2 separate regions of the Oryctolagus cuniculus genome follow, and region 1 is linked to region 2. The links are chromatin contacts, called in public Hi-C maps. All regions are on one chromosome and are shown on one strand. The core of a region is the stretch at or near the end of the contact, and the rest is flanking DNA. Distances in the headings are between cores, read along the strand shown. Region 1 has its middle 17 kb from the start of C6H5orf47. Region 2 holds the start of CPEB4 (cytoplasmic polyadenylation element binding protein 4).

Region 1 (5,986 bases), core at 2,661-5,160, 80 kb after region 2:
TTGCTTCTCCTTAAACTTTACTGCTACTGGATTAGCAGTGGACAAAATAAGAGGGACTTTTTTTTTTTAAAGATGTATTTATTTATTTGAAAGAGTTACACAGAGAGGGAGAGGCAGAGACAGAGAGGTCTTCTATCCACTTGTTCACTTGAGGGATTTTTGTGTGTGTGTCGTTTTAATTTGGGATTTGTTTTTTAAGATTTATTTATTTATTATTTGAAAGGCAGAGTTACAGAGAGGCAGAGGCAGAGAGAGAGAGGTCTTCCGAATGCTGGTTCACTCTCCAGATGACCGAAACAGCCAGAGCTGCGCCCATCCGAAGCCAGGAGCCAGGAGCTTCTTCCAGGTCTCCCACACTGGTGCAGGTGCCCAGGGACTTGGGCCATCTTCTGCTGCTTTCCCAGGCCACAGCAGAGAGCTGGATTAGAAGTAGAGCATCTGGAACTTGAACCGGCTCCATAAAGGATGCTGGACTGCAGGCAGTGGCTTTACCTGCTATGCTATAGCACCAGCCCCAGGAATTTTTATTTTTTATTTATTTATTTTTTTGACAGGCAGAGTTAGACAGTGAGAGAGAGAGACACAGAGAAAGGTCTTCCTTTTCCGTTGGTTCACCCCCCCCCCCCCAAATGGCCACCACAGCCAGCGGCGCGCTGCTCTGATCCGAAGCCAGGAGCCAGGTGCTTCCTCCTGGTCTCCCATGGGGTACAGGGCCCAAGCACTTGGGCCATCCTCCACTGCACTCCCGGGCCATAGCAGAGAGCTGGACTGGAAGAGGAGCAACCGGGACAGAACCGGCTCCCCAACTGGGACTAGAACCTGGTGTGCCGGCGCTGCAGGCGGAGGATTAGCCAAATGAACTGCAGTGCCGGCCTAGGATTTGTTTTTAAAAAAAGTTCATTTCTAAACCAAGTGCCATAATTGAACGTATAGGGATAGGATGATAAAACCAAAGTTAAATGAGTGAGTTTTGGTGGTTAAGTCCTTAAGTTAAGTCACTTCCTCCCTACAAGCTGACTCTGAGTTAAGAGGTTTGCTCAAAGTCATGTCATTAGTTAGTGGGAGTCAGGTCAGGAGGCTACATCAAAGTTCGTGAGTTCTGTCAAGCACAGGTGACTCAGATCCACCTCTGCCATCTTCTCTGCCTTACTGGCTTCTCTTAAACCAGCGCCTATGGTCCAGTGGCCAGAATGAGGTGTACATTTTTAGGGGTAGGAGCAAAGCTAAGATATTTCTATTCACTTTGAGGAAGTACAGGCTTGTTAATGCATGTTTTAAAATATTTATTTATTTATGACAGGCAGAGTTAGACAGTGAGAGAGAGAGAGAAAAGTCTTCCTTTTTCCGTGGGTTCACCCCCCAAGTGGACGCTATGGCCGGCGCGTTGCGGCCGATCCAAAGCCAGGAGCCAGGTGCTTCCTCCTGGTCTCCCATGTGGGTGCAGGGCCCAAGCACTTGGGCCATCCTCCACTGCCTTCCCGGGCCACAGCAGAGAGCTGGACTGGAAGAGGAGCAACCGGGACATAATCCGGCGCCCCAACCGGGACTAGAACCCGCTGTGCCGGCGCCGCAGGCGGAGGATTAGCCTAATGAGCCATGGCACCGGCCTAAAAGATTTATTTTATTTGTGATGCAGAGTTACACACACACACACAGAGAAAGAGAAAGAGAGAGAGGGGGAGAGAGAGAGAGAGAGAGGAAGAGAGGTCTTCCATCCACTGGTTCACTCCCCAAATGGCTGCAATGGCCAGAGCTGAGACAATCCAAAGCCAGGAGCCAGGAGCTTTCTTCTGGGTCTTCTACAAGGGTGCAGGGGCCTAAGCACTTGGGCCATCTTCCACTGCTTTCCCAGGCACATTAGCAGGGAGCTGGATTGGAAATGGAGCAGCCAGGACTCGAACCAGTACCCATATGGGATGCTGGCACCTCAGGCAGAGGCGTAACCTGCTACATCATAGTGTCAGTCCCAGGGTGTATTCTTTCCTTTCGATTCAACTGTCAAGGAAAGACACATAAGTTTGGGGTAGGAAACAAGGAAGAAAGGTCTTTTTCTCTAGTAGTGTGAACCCAAGATTTCCAGAAACACAAGCAGTTCTGGGGTAAGAATGACAACAAGCAGCCATGATGGAGTGCTTCCTAAGTGCCAGGCTCCATGCTGCAGGCTTCTCTTTCCAACCTCTGTGCAGCCCTTTAGGATGGTACAGTTATTGTGCTCGTTGCAAGGTGACCAAGGGTCAGGAAAGTTGACCAGTCTACAGAGCTAACCAGGACTTGGGCCCAGACACACACATTTTAGGTCCTGTTTCACCTTACCCCTTATATTTCCAAATGAACAAGGGGAAATTTTATTACAATTTTATGTCTTCACTACATCGACTAAGAGATCACTGAGAAGTTACACTAAAAGCATGCATCTCATTTCACAAGCCCAAAGTCCTTTGGCCTTTTATTTTGATACCTTTAGCAACAATGCAATGACTGCCTTTTCTCGTAGATATGTCATCCTCTAAACTGGCAGGGGACTAAGAAGCAGTCCCATAATCTGGGGAAAAAAGCACATTTGCCAAGAAAATGTATGTAACAAATTGGATGGATGGGTAGACAGGTGGGTAGGTAGGTACATTAATAGATGATAGATAAATACAAATTCACAATTTTATATATTGGATTTTTTTAGATCAAAGAAAATTCCACCAAGGAGAAAGGGTTTTCACATCTTTCCATAGAACCCTAATTGAAGAGCATATTCTGTGTAGAAAATCAAGCTTTCTTGTAGGCATCTCATCCTTTGCTACTCAGCACAGTCCTGTTAATCTCACAAAATCAGCCCTGAAATGCAAAGAAATGAGGGAAGAGCTTTCCTGATGTGTCCTTGGGAATTTTAAAATAGCATTTGAACATTTTGCTTCTGGACGGGGATGTTGGAAGCATCAAAATAGATTTCTGCAGAGAATTCATATTTGTGATTTGATAGATATTTATGAAAGAGAGAAAGCATTGCCGTTTTTAGAGCACCGGAGCTCCGGGATGCACAGCTTTGATGCTTGCTGCAGTCTGAACAGCTGTGCTTGAACAGATGTGATGCTTAGAGCCTGGGAGAACCAACTGAGAATGTTTGAACCTAGCTTGGCAGCAAGACTCCCTTCTGAGTGAGACGTGAAGACCGTGGCCGAATTCAGTCCTTAGCAATTTCCTTTGTGATGCCATGCCCCAAATTCCAATCTTTAGACCAAACACAAAATTCTAAAATGGGAGAGGATACCCATGGGGGCTGATTTAGTCCAGTACCTGTCCTAATTAAGTCAGATCAGCAGCCCTTCCTAAGGGGCGGCAGAGAATGGTGGCGGTGGGCGGGGCCCGGGTGGGGAAAGCTAAGGTGCCGAGCAGGGAGAAGGGGGAAGATTGGAAGAGAAAGGAAGTAGAATTCTATTATCAAGTACAATAGTACCCGACCACCACACACACACACACACACACACACACACACACCCCGTAATGGTATCTACGGCCTTCCACACTCCCGATCATGACCTTGTCTCCCGGGGGAGGCAGTTTTGCAGTGATGTAAGCACCATCCATGGGACCGCGAGCTTTTCTCAGCTTTCCTTACACTGATGTCCTAATTCCACATTCTTTGCTTTGAATCCCTTGTGGAAGTTGGGCTAACATCTGATTCTGAGAGCAGTGAGTGCTGTGTCTAGCACAGAGTAAGCACTCAATACATGCTCAGTCTTAGCGTTACTTAGCGTTACTCTTGCTGTTACTACCCATTGACGTCCACGGAGCCAGTCCTGGTGCTGCTTTGACGGAACAGGTAGGCAGCATGGCCACCATGCCAGGCAGCAGATAGGAACCCTTGGATGCCTGTCTCCTTCATTGGTTGTCTCCTGTGTATTCTTCGGTTCCCCCCCAATCCAAATGACGAGTTGCCATGGTGACGGAAGGCACTGACACTCCGTGCCCAGCTCTTTTTGTCTACAGCGTGAGGATGCCTCCCACGCCACACGTGGGGAATCAAACCCCGCAGCGGTGGGTGTCGCGTCTGTTCCCAAATTGGATGTAAACTGCAGAGGGCCTGCGCCTGGCACTCGGCTTTTCTGGACACTTGGCTGAGCCCAGAGTCGTGCTCTTCAGAGAGAGAAGCAGGAAGGGGGGAGGGAGGGCTGGAAATGAGTGCCTTGTGTCCCTCAGCTGACAGCTCAATGACCGCTGCCTTAGAGGAAATAGGATTGTTAGTTCCTCGGTTACAGATATTTCCCCTTTGCCCTTGCAATGGCAAAATGTGGGTGACAGTGGGTGCCGTGTGGACATTAGGCACAGTTAGGCTCATATCCCAAGCAGAAGGATCTTTGTGGTTAGGGACTGGGTTCTGGGGTGAGGCTGCTGGGGCATCTGTTCCCATGCCACCCCTTGACTGACCCAGTGACCTTGGCCACATCAGGTGGCTTCTGAGCACTGTCTTTTCTCGTGGGTCCGGAGGGGCAAATAACATCTCCATCTTCCAGTTGGGGTGAGGATTAAATGAGATAAGCACGAGAAAAGCACCCCAACCATAAATGTGAGGGGCTCCCACTGTAGCTGGACTGCCCCAGACACATCAGGTGTTGGCCCCACCCCCCCTCGGGGAGGGGGGCGGAAGTCCCGCCTCCGCTCTGATTAGTACCTGCAGTCTCTGGCCCTGCAGCCAGAGGGCAATAGAAATCTGCACGAGACCCTTCCGCCAGCATCCCATTGCCCCCAGAAATAAAGTCTACCCCCGAGGCCTCGAAGGGTATGGCCCTGACCTCCACCCTAACATCCTCTCCAAAAGTACTCCCTCTTGGCCACGTGTCCGGCTGCTCTGCCCTGGGCCTTTTTCCATCCTGGGAATGAGGCCCCCTTGGCTGATCAAGCTCAGTGCGGAATCCTCGGCGCAGCCAAGTTTTACCCCCGCCCCCCTTCAGCTCCACAGGGAACTGCAGCACTCTCCTCCTCAACCCTGCCGACTCACCCGAGACACCCCTGCATCTTCCAAGATCGCTCTCTAAAGGCCCATCCTTGTGTGCTGTAACAGACAAACCACAGACTGGCTAGATGACCCCGCACAGATCGGGCTCCGCCTTCTGGAGGCTGGGGTCCAAGAGCGTGGCGATGGCATCTGGTGAGGACCTCTTGCTGCACCCCAACATGGCAGGGGGGCAGGTGAGCATGTGTGAGAGGAGGCCAAACACAACACACCCGCTCTCGCAATAGCTAAGCCGCTCCAAGGATCCAGCCACGGCTCACTACGATGGCAGTGAAATTCCAACGTGAGTTTTGCAAGGGCGTTAATTCCTCGTTATGAATATTTCCCCTTCGCCCTTACCATGGCAAAGTGCGGGTGAAGGCGGGCACCATGGCACCCTGCCCCCTTCATCACCTTTGTTTATCAGGATCACTCTCTCTTACTAGCATTTTTCTCCCAGTGGGTAATTATCACTCTATTTGTTTACCTTTGGGGGGGATAGTACATGGCTCATATCTGTGTCCACAGGAGCCATCAAGTGTCTTTCCTCGCAGTAAGTGCTGAATAAACGTTTGTTGACTGAGTGACCAAGAGGGCTGTATGGTTGCTTCCCTTTCTTGTGCCTGCTCTCAGAATTCCCGAGTTGAGGACGTCTGTGCTACAGGAGGAATGCCCGGAGGCTCATGGGAGCCCCCAGAGCCTAGACATTTCCCAAGGAGATCAGAGATCGAATTCCCGATAAAGGCGGCTTGAGTCACTCGGTCTTCTTCACAAGTTCGCCCGGGGATACCGGTAAGACGCCGCCGGCTCTGATTCGTAGCCCTGGGGCCCACGGCTCTGCCTTCCTAGCCAGCTGCCGGGCCAAGTCCACGCTGCAGCTGCTCGGTAGCAAGGACTTTGTTCTTTGAGTAAAGCCTTGGCACTTCTGGACCTTGGAATAAGGTGGACAGGGTGAGTGTAGGCCCCAGGGGAGCTCAGCCTGCAGGCGAAATCTCTGTGCAT
Region 2 (6,311 bases), core at 1,009-3,508:
CTTGCAAAGATAATGCCTGGGGCCATACAACTAGGAAGCAGCAGGACCGGGATTCAAACCTGGGGCTACTTGGTTCCAAAGGTAGTTCTTTTTCCACTAAGCTGTGGCTGCCATTTTAGTCACTGAGAAAAACTGATAGTTCCAAGAAAATTTCAACTGTCTACTGGGAATGGCACATTCATACATTCATTCAATAAACACATCCCAAGTTGGCTCTGTCTCAGACTCTCTGCGGGCCGCTAGGGACAGAGAGCAGACACAGTCTCTGCCTTCAAGACACCAACCCACCGGTAGCCCGCAATAATTAAAAGAGAAGAATCTATGAGATGCTACAAGGAGGGACAGTCAGAGAAACCATCCTGGGGGAAATGACTTCATCTAACTGGAGCAGCTACAGCTCAAGGCATGTCCTGCCGTGGAGAACAAACAAGAGTAAGGCACAAGCCTTGTGCCCAAGAACTCAGAGCTACAGAGAGGAGGCTCGCGCTCATGATGATTAAGGGCCCATGGCAGTGCTGCAGCATTGAGAGATTTAGGCAGGAGAATTCAGAACCATTAGCAGGGGACTCTCGGGGTGAACTGGAAGCCATCTTTGCTCATAAGATTTTTTGTTACTCCCCCTATCTTTTTCCGATGTTTTGCTCCGGTCACTTTCAGCTCTATGTTGATTTTTCCCCCATTTCTTGCTAAAGTAAAACAGTCAACACCTTTAAAATCTGAGCTGAGAGTGAGGCATTACCCTAGGCTTCCATGGTCCTCACAGTGGTGGAAAAACACAAAGCCGAACAAGGTGGAACCCTTGAGCCGCAAACAAAGAACCTAAATGATGACAGAGATGTGAGCGCCAAACCAAATGGTGCAAAGGACTAAATAATTCAGGCTTGGCAATGGGGGATGGTCCTCTGGGAAAGTTCTCATGGTTGCCCATTTGTTCATTCATGGCGTCAGGATTCATTCACTGATGCCTCTTATCTATCCCCGTTTACTCCTCAAAGAGTCCAGAGTGGCACACTGCTCTGGGAGAAACACCCAACTGTGACAAGATAGTGTGATAAGCAAAAGCAAGATACATACGGGCGTAGACACTTTTAGAAGAAGGAATTCAGAAGACAGAGTTGGTAGCTTTTGAACTGATTTCTCAAACTATAGAATTTATCGGATGTTGAAGAGAAGGGCACGGAAAAACACACTGGCAGTTTGAGGGTATTTCAACATGTTCGTGGAAAAATGGATTTAGAGGACAAGTTTATTTTGGTGCAGAACATTTTTTGCAGTTCAAGCATAGTGTTCTTTTTGTTTTTTTTTTTTTTTTTTTTTTTTTCTTTTAGATCACGCACTGTCCATAACCCTTTTGAAGACATCTCATATGCAGCAAATCCTTTTTTTTTTGCATTACTTTTTGGAACTCCCCTTGTATGTCTGAAGGGAGACGAGGCAGTAAGATGCATTGTGGACAAGGTGGAAAACCTTGAACGCCAGACTAAGGAGCGTGGCCATTATCCTCTCGGCGGTGGGCAGCCACAGAAGAGAGCTGCACACGCGGAGGCCTAGGATAAAATTGTCTCCCCGGTGGATGGGGGTGGGAGCTGAGCCGCTGACGCCCACGAGCGCTACATCTCTGTGCCTGGGAGACTGCATCAAAGGCGAACCTAAGACAGGCTGGGGACAGGGGGGTGCGGGTGCGGAAACGGAAAGTGACTGGAGGAGAGTCCCTCATGAGGTCTGCGTTCTGGGCAAGGGCATACGCAGTTCTAGGCACCGCACAGCTGCTGGCAACACTGCCTCCCCTTCCAGATCCCTCTGGGGCGGAGCTCAGGCCAGAGCACGTGATGCTTGGGGCACCACCTTTACTCAGGGCAGACCTCCCGTTCATCCGCGGTTTCACGGGTTACCACTTTTATTCCTAACACCTTAACCTCATGCCATAGTGTGTGAAGAGTCCATTCTCTTCAGCGCGTCCCTCTTCGATCTTTCGGCAAAGCCCTATTGGCGAAAGTAATCGTCGAAGGAATCCTTTGCCCACACAAAAGATGGCGACCAGCTGCGCTCGCTTTGGGTGGGGGCATCGGACTCCAGACGCCGGGCCTCACTGGGCGAGGCGCAGACGGAAGGGGCGTTTCTCGGGCTCACTTTTCGACCTTCCTGGGAGGGGCACTGAGCTTTGGAGGCGTGGTCCCCTTGGAATTCTAGCAGACGATTGGTATTTAGGCAGGGGTGGGCGGGGCATCCGCGTTACCCCACCCCTCCCTCTTCGAACCGGAAGTGTCTCTCGGTCTTTCCAGCTGGTTGTCATTTCACTCGGCTCGGTCCTGAGGAGAAGGACTCAGCCGCGGCTGCGGGACCCGGGCACCGGGAGGCGGTGGCGGCGGCGGCGGCGGTGGCAGCGGCCACAGCAGAGGGGGACGAGGAGGAAGAAGGAAAGAAAAAGAAGAGCCAGGCGGAGCCCGCAGCCACGACAGCGGGGACTGCGGGACCGGGGTAAAGAGGCGGCGGCGGCGGCGGCCCAGCAACCGTGAGGAGAAACAAAAGCCTTCCAAATTATAGTTTAAAAAAAAAGATCCGGGAGAAAAGAGAGATAGAGCCAAGGGGGGAGGCCTTTCTCCTTTAGAGTAACTACGGTAGTGGGTTTTTACTTTTTTTCCCTCTTTGTTTTTTCCCCCCCCGTGCGGAGAATCGAACTGAGAGAACTGAACAAACCGCCCCTGGGTCCCATGAGGGAAAAAAACCCCGGAGCCGCAGAGAGGGGAAGAGGCAGAAACCGCAGGACCTTCCAGGTCGCCCGCTGGGTCCCCGCACCCCCAGGCCGCCAGCTCGCCCTCGTCGCGTCTCGCTAATCCCTCCCGATCACGCTCCCTCCCCACCCCCGCCGAGGGAGAGCCCGGTGTTTCCAGCCCCTTTCATGGGGGAGAGGAGGCCGGGGGGAGCCCAGGGACGACGACCGCAGCAGGATCTGCACCCGGAGCCTCAGGAGCAGCCCCAGAGGCCACAGCTGCGCCCTGCGAAAGAGCAGAAGCAGGACCAGGAACAGCAGAGAGCTCCGTGCGATCATCTTTCCATTAGTCCATGCTGACTTCCTCTCCCGCAACCAGGAGTTCACCCCCCCTCCCAGCCCCAGATAACCTAATATAATCTATCTATATAAATATATAATATATAATGTTCTTAAATTATTCCTGATTTTTTTTAACCAAGCTGCCAAGAAAAGAACGTATTCTCCCCTTAGCCCTATTCTAATTTTTATGTGAGTGAATCTAAACTGCTGGGGAAGACCTTATGTGATTGTTAAATTATATATATATATATATATTTTTACTCTGCTCAATGCTTATTCTTCTACATCCATAGATGCTTGAGAAGCTGTGTTTTTGTCATTCATGTACATTTTCCTTTGGAAAAAGAAAGCGCCTATTTTACTAACCAAAGACTTGATTTTTACCCTCTCCATTTTTATTCCCTCCTAGAAAGAAGCCCAATTGGATTCATGTCAATGTTTTAAGAAATTTTTTTTTTTGTAGTTGTGAATTTTTTTCTTCTTTCAGAGACCAGAATTCCAAATCAGAACTCCTTAGGGTGATAAGCTGCAATTGTTGAGCTAGCTATACATCAGATTTCAAGCAAGCAAACAACTGAAATTTTGAATAGAGGGGTGGGGGCAAAAAGAGACAGGAGACATCAGGTTGTCATTTTTGGCTGAGCAGATTCTGATCCTAAAAATAATAAATGGGGGATTACGGGTTTGGAGTGCTAGTGCAAAGCAATACTGGGAATAAATCTGCTTTTCCAGTCAGATTCCATCCACATCTGCAGCCTCCACACCATCACCAAAATGCCACCCCCAGCCCTGCTGCTTTTATAAATAATAACACAGCTGCCAACGGCAGCAGTGCTGGCTCAGCCTGGCTCTTTCCTGCTCCCGCTACCCACAACATTCAGGATGAGATCTTGGGGTCAGAAAAAGCAAAAAGTCAGCAGCAGGAGCAGCAAGACCCCTTAGAGAAGCAGCAGCTGTCCCCGAGTCCAGGCCAAGAAACTGGAATACTGCCTGAAACGGAGAAGGCGAAGTCGGAAGAAAATCAAGGGGACAATTCTTCGGAAAATGGCAATGGGAAGGAGAAGATAAGAATCGAATCACCAGTGTTGACAGGCTTCGATTACCAGGAGGCCACGGGGCTAGGTACTTCGACCCAACCCTTGACATCCAGTGCGTCCTCTCTCACCGGCTTCAGTAACTGGTCAGCAGCGATAGCGCCTTCTTCTTCTACCATAATCAATGAAGATGCAAGTTTTTTCCATCAGGGAGGGGTCCCTGCTGCGTCGGCTAATAACGGTGCTCTGTTGTTTCAAAATTTTCCCCATCACGTCAGCCCGGGCTTTGGAGGCAGCTTCTCCCCTCAGCTCGGGCCTCTTTCACAGCACCACCCTCATCACCCTCATTTCCAGCATCATCACAGCCAGCATCAGCAGCAGAGGAGGTCTCCTGCCAGCCCCCATCCCCCACCCTTCACACATAGAAGTGCTGCTTTTAACCAGCTCCCTCATTTGGCGAATAATCTTAACAAACCCCCTTCTCCGTGGAGCAGCTACCAGAGCCCCTCTCCAACCCCATCTTCTTCCTGGAGCCCCGGAGGTGGCGGATATGGTGGCTGGGGAGGCTCCCAAGGCCGAGATCACCGCAGAGGGCTGAATGGTGGAATAACACCCCTGAACTCCATCTCGCCTTTGAAGAAGAATTTTGCAAGCAATCATATTCAGCTCCAGAAGTATGCTCGCCCCAGCTCTGCCTTTGCTCCTAAATCCTGGATGGAAGATAGCTTGAACAGGGCTGACAACATTTTTCCTTTCCCGGTAAGCTTATGTTTCACTAATAGATTAAGATGAATTAGAAAATAGTATGGTATATATCTGTGTAGCTACACGGTTTGAAGTGTCTAGTCACATCAGGGTTCTTTTTAGATAGAAAATGAACCCATCACCAGACCTTATTTTATCAGAAGACGGTGATTCGGAACAAAATATTTAGTTGTTTCTTTGGCAGTTTTCTAATTGTAGCCTCAATCTTTCCATAGATAATTATGAACACCAGGTAGCTAGTAGTGTCATAATTATTAATTATCATGCTTTTCTTGACTGACAAGGGAATCAGGGTCAGTTTTTCCCTGCTTATTTAGGTGAGATTAATAATATGTGGGTGCAAATACGTTGCCCTGTGGAAACTAATGAATGCTTTCTGCCCGTATGAAGTGACTGTATAACGAAAAAAATTCAGTACTTTTGGCATGGTAAAGTTGTGATTCATTGAAAACCAACTATTGAATCACAGTTTTCTCAGTGGTTACATTTCAAACCTGGACCCTTGCAATCTTGTAGTTGGAACAGTGTGAATCGATAATTCAACAATTCTTCTTAAACTTCTTTGCAAATTCTGGCCTGCTTTGTGTTAGTGAGGACTACTAGTGAACGAGAAGTAATCTAATGTTTTCTTCATTCCCGTCCACTTTTGAGTGCTATTATGAAACTCTTAATCTCAGAGTGACCTTTTTTCCCTTTTTTTTTTTTTTTTGGTGATGCCTTTCACCCGTTTGTTTATTTTCCAGTGTTAACACTAGGGGTGAAAATAATTAAACCATTCCTAAAAATAGATCCAGGCAAAGAGCGCATGTCTTTCTTGCTACCAGTATATCCTTTTTTTTTTTTTTTTTTGGCAAGAGTCACATTGTTTGATGTTTTAAAATTAATGAGCAGCTAATTTAGTTGATAGAAACAAGATAAAGGAAATTTCATAGTTGACTATGAGATGCTCCACTGATCGGTTACGTGTTTAGAAAATGTATAGCAGGTGATAAGCCGACTCTGAATCAGTCCTTATAACCACAACAACCCACAAGGGTAAGTTCTGTTATCTCCATTTCATAGGTGAAATAATTGAATATCAGAAATATGTAATAACTTGCCCAAGAGTACACAGCTGATAGAAGTTCAAATTTGAGGTTAAAAAATGATTAAAAATATGTATACCTATATATGTCCACATACATGTGTGCTACACCTAGACAATTATTTTTGAGATCTCTCTGCAGGGGCTAAAACAGATTATAAAAGAGTTGCAGCATTCCCAAATATGATGTTAGCGCAAACAAAGCGATCTGTTTTAATTAATGATTTGCTTAGGGGGTAAGGGTGTTTGTTAAGAGAAACGTTCAAGGAGTTAAGTATCTATTCCTTCCCTAAGAATTCAGATGAAATGTATTTTAAGATATTTGGTTAAATTTCCTTTTAGTTTTGTAAAAAATGTTTTGTCTGTTAAAAAACTA

Evidence for each region. Hi-C and Micro-C count contacts between places; a contact is called where the count stands out from the background.
Region 1: a contact with region 2 is called in a Hi-C map of psoas muscle, with 4 times the contacts expected there. The contact joins the enhancer-like site here to the promoter of CPEB4 in region 2. A contact is called at or near these places in 2 of 6 Hi-C or Micro-C datasets (embryonic fibroblasts and psoas muscle).

What each region holds. Positions count from the first base shown.
Region 1 is chr6:60,399,846-60,405,831 of mOryCun1.1, forward strand. No RefSeq gene overlaps it. Among named protein-coding and RNA genes, the nearest start is that of C6H5orf47, 17 kb to the right of the region's middle. Within about 2 kb of position 3,911, at least 2 of the 8 cell types and tissues checked have an H3K27ac peak or open chromatin away from gene starts, as enhancers often do.
Region 2 is chr6:60,321,672-60,327,982 of mOryCun1.1, forward strand. CPEB4 (cytoplasmic polyadenylation element binding protein 4) reads left to right here and starts at 2,259. Exons shown (of 8, transcript XM_008255399.4): 1 at 2,259-4,845. The coding sequence starts at 3,721.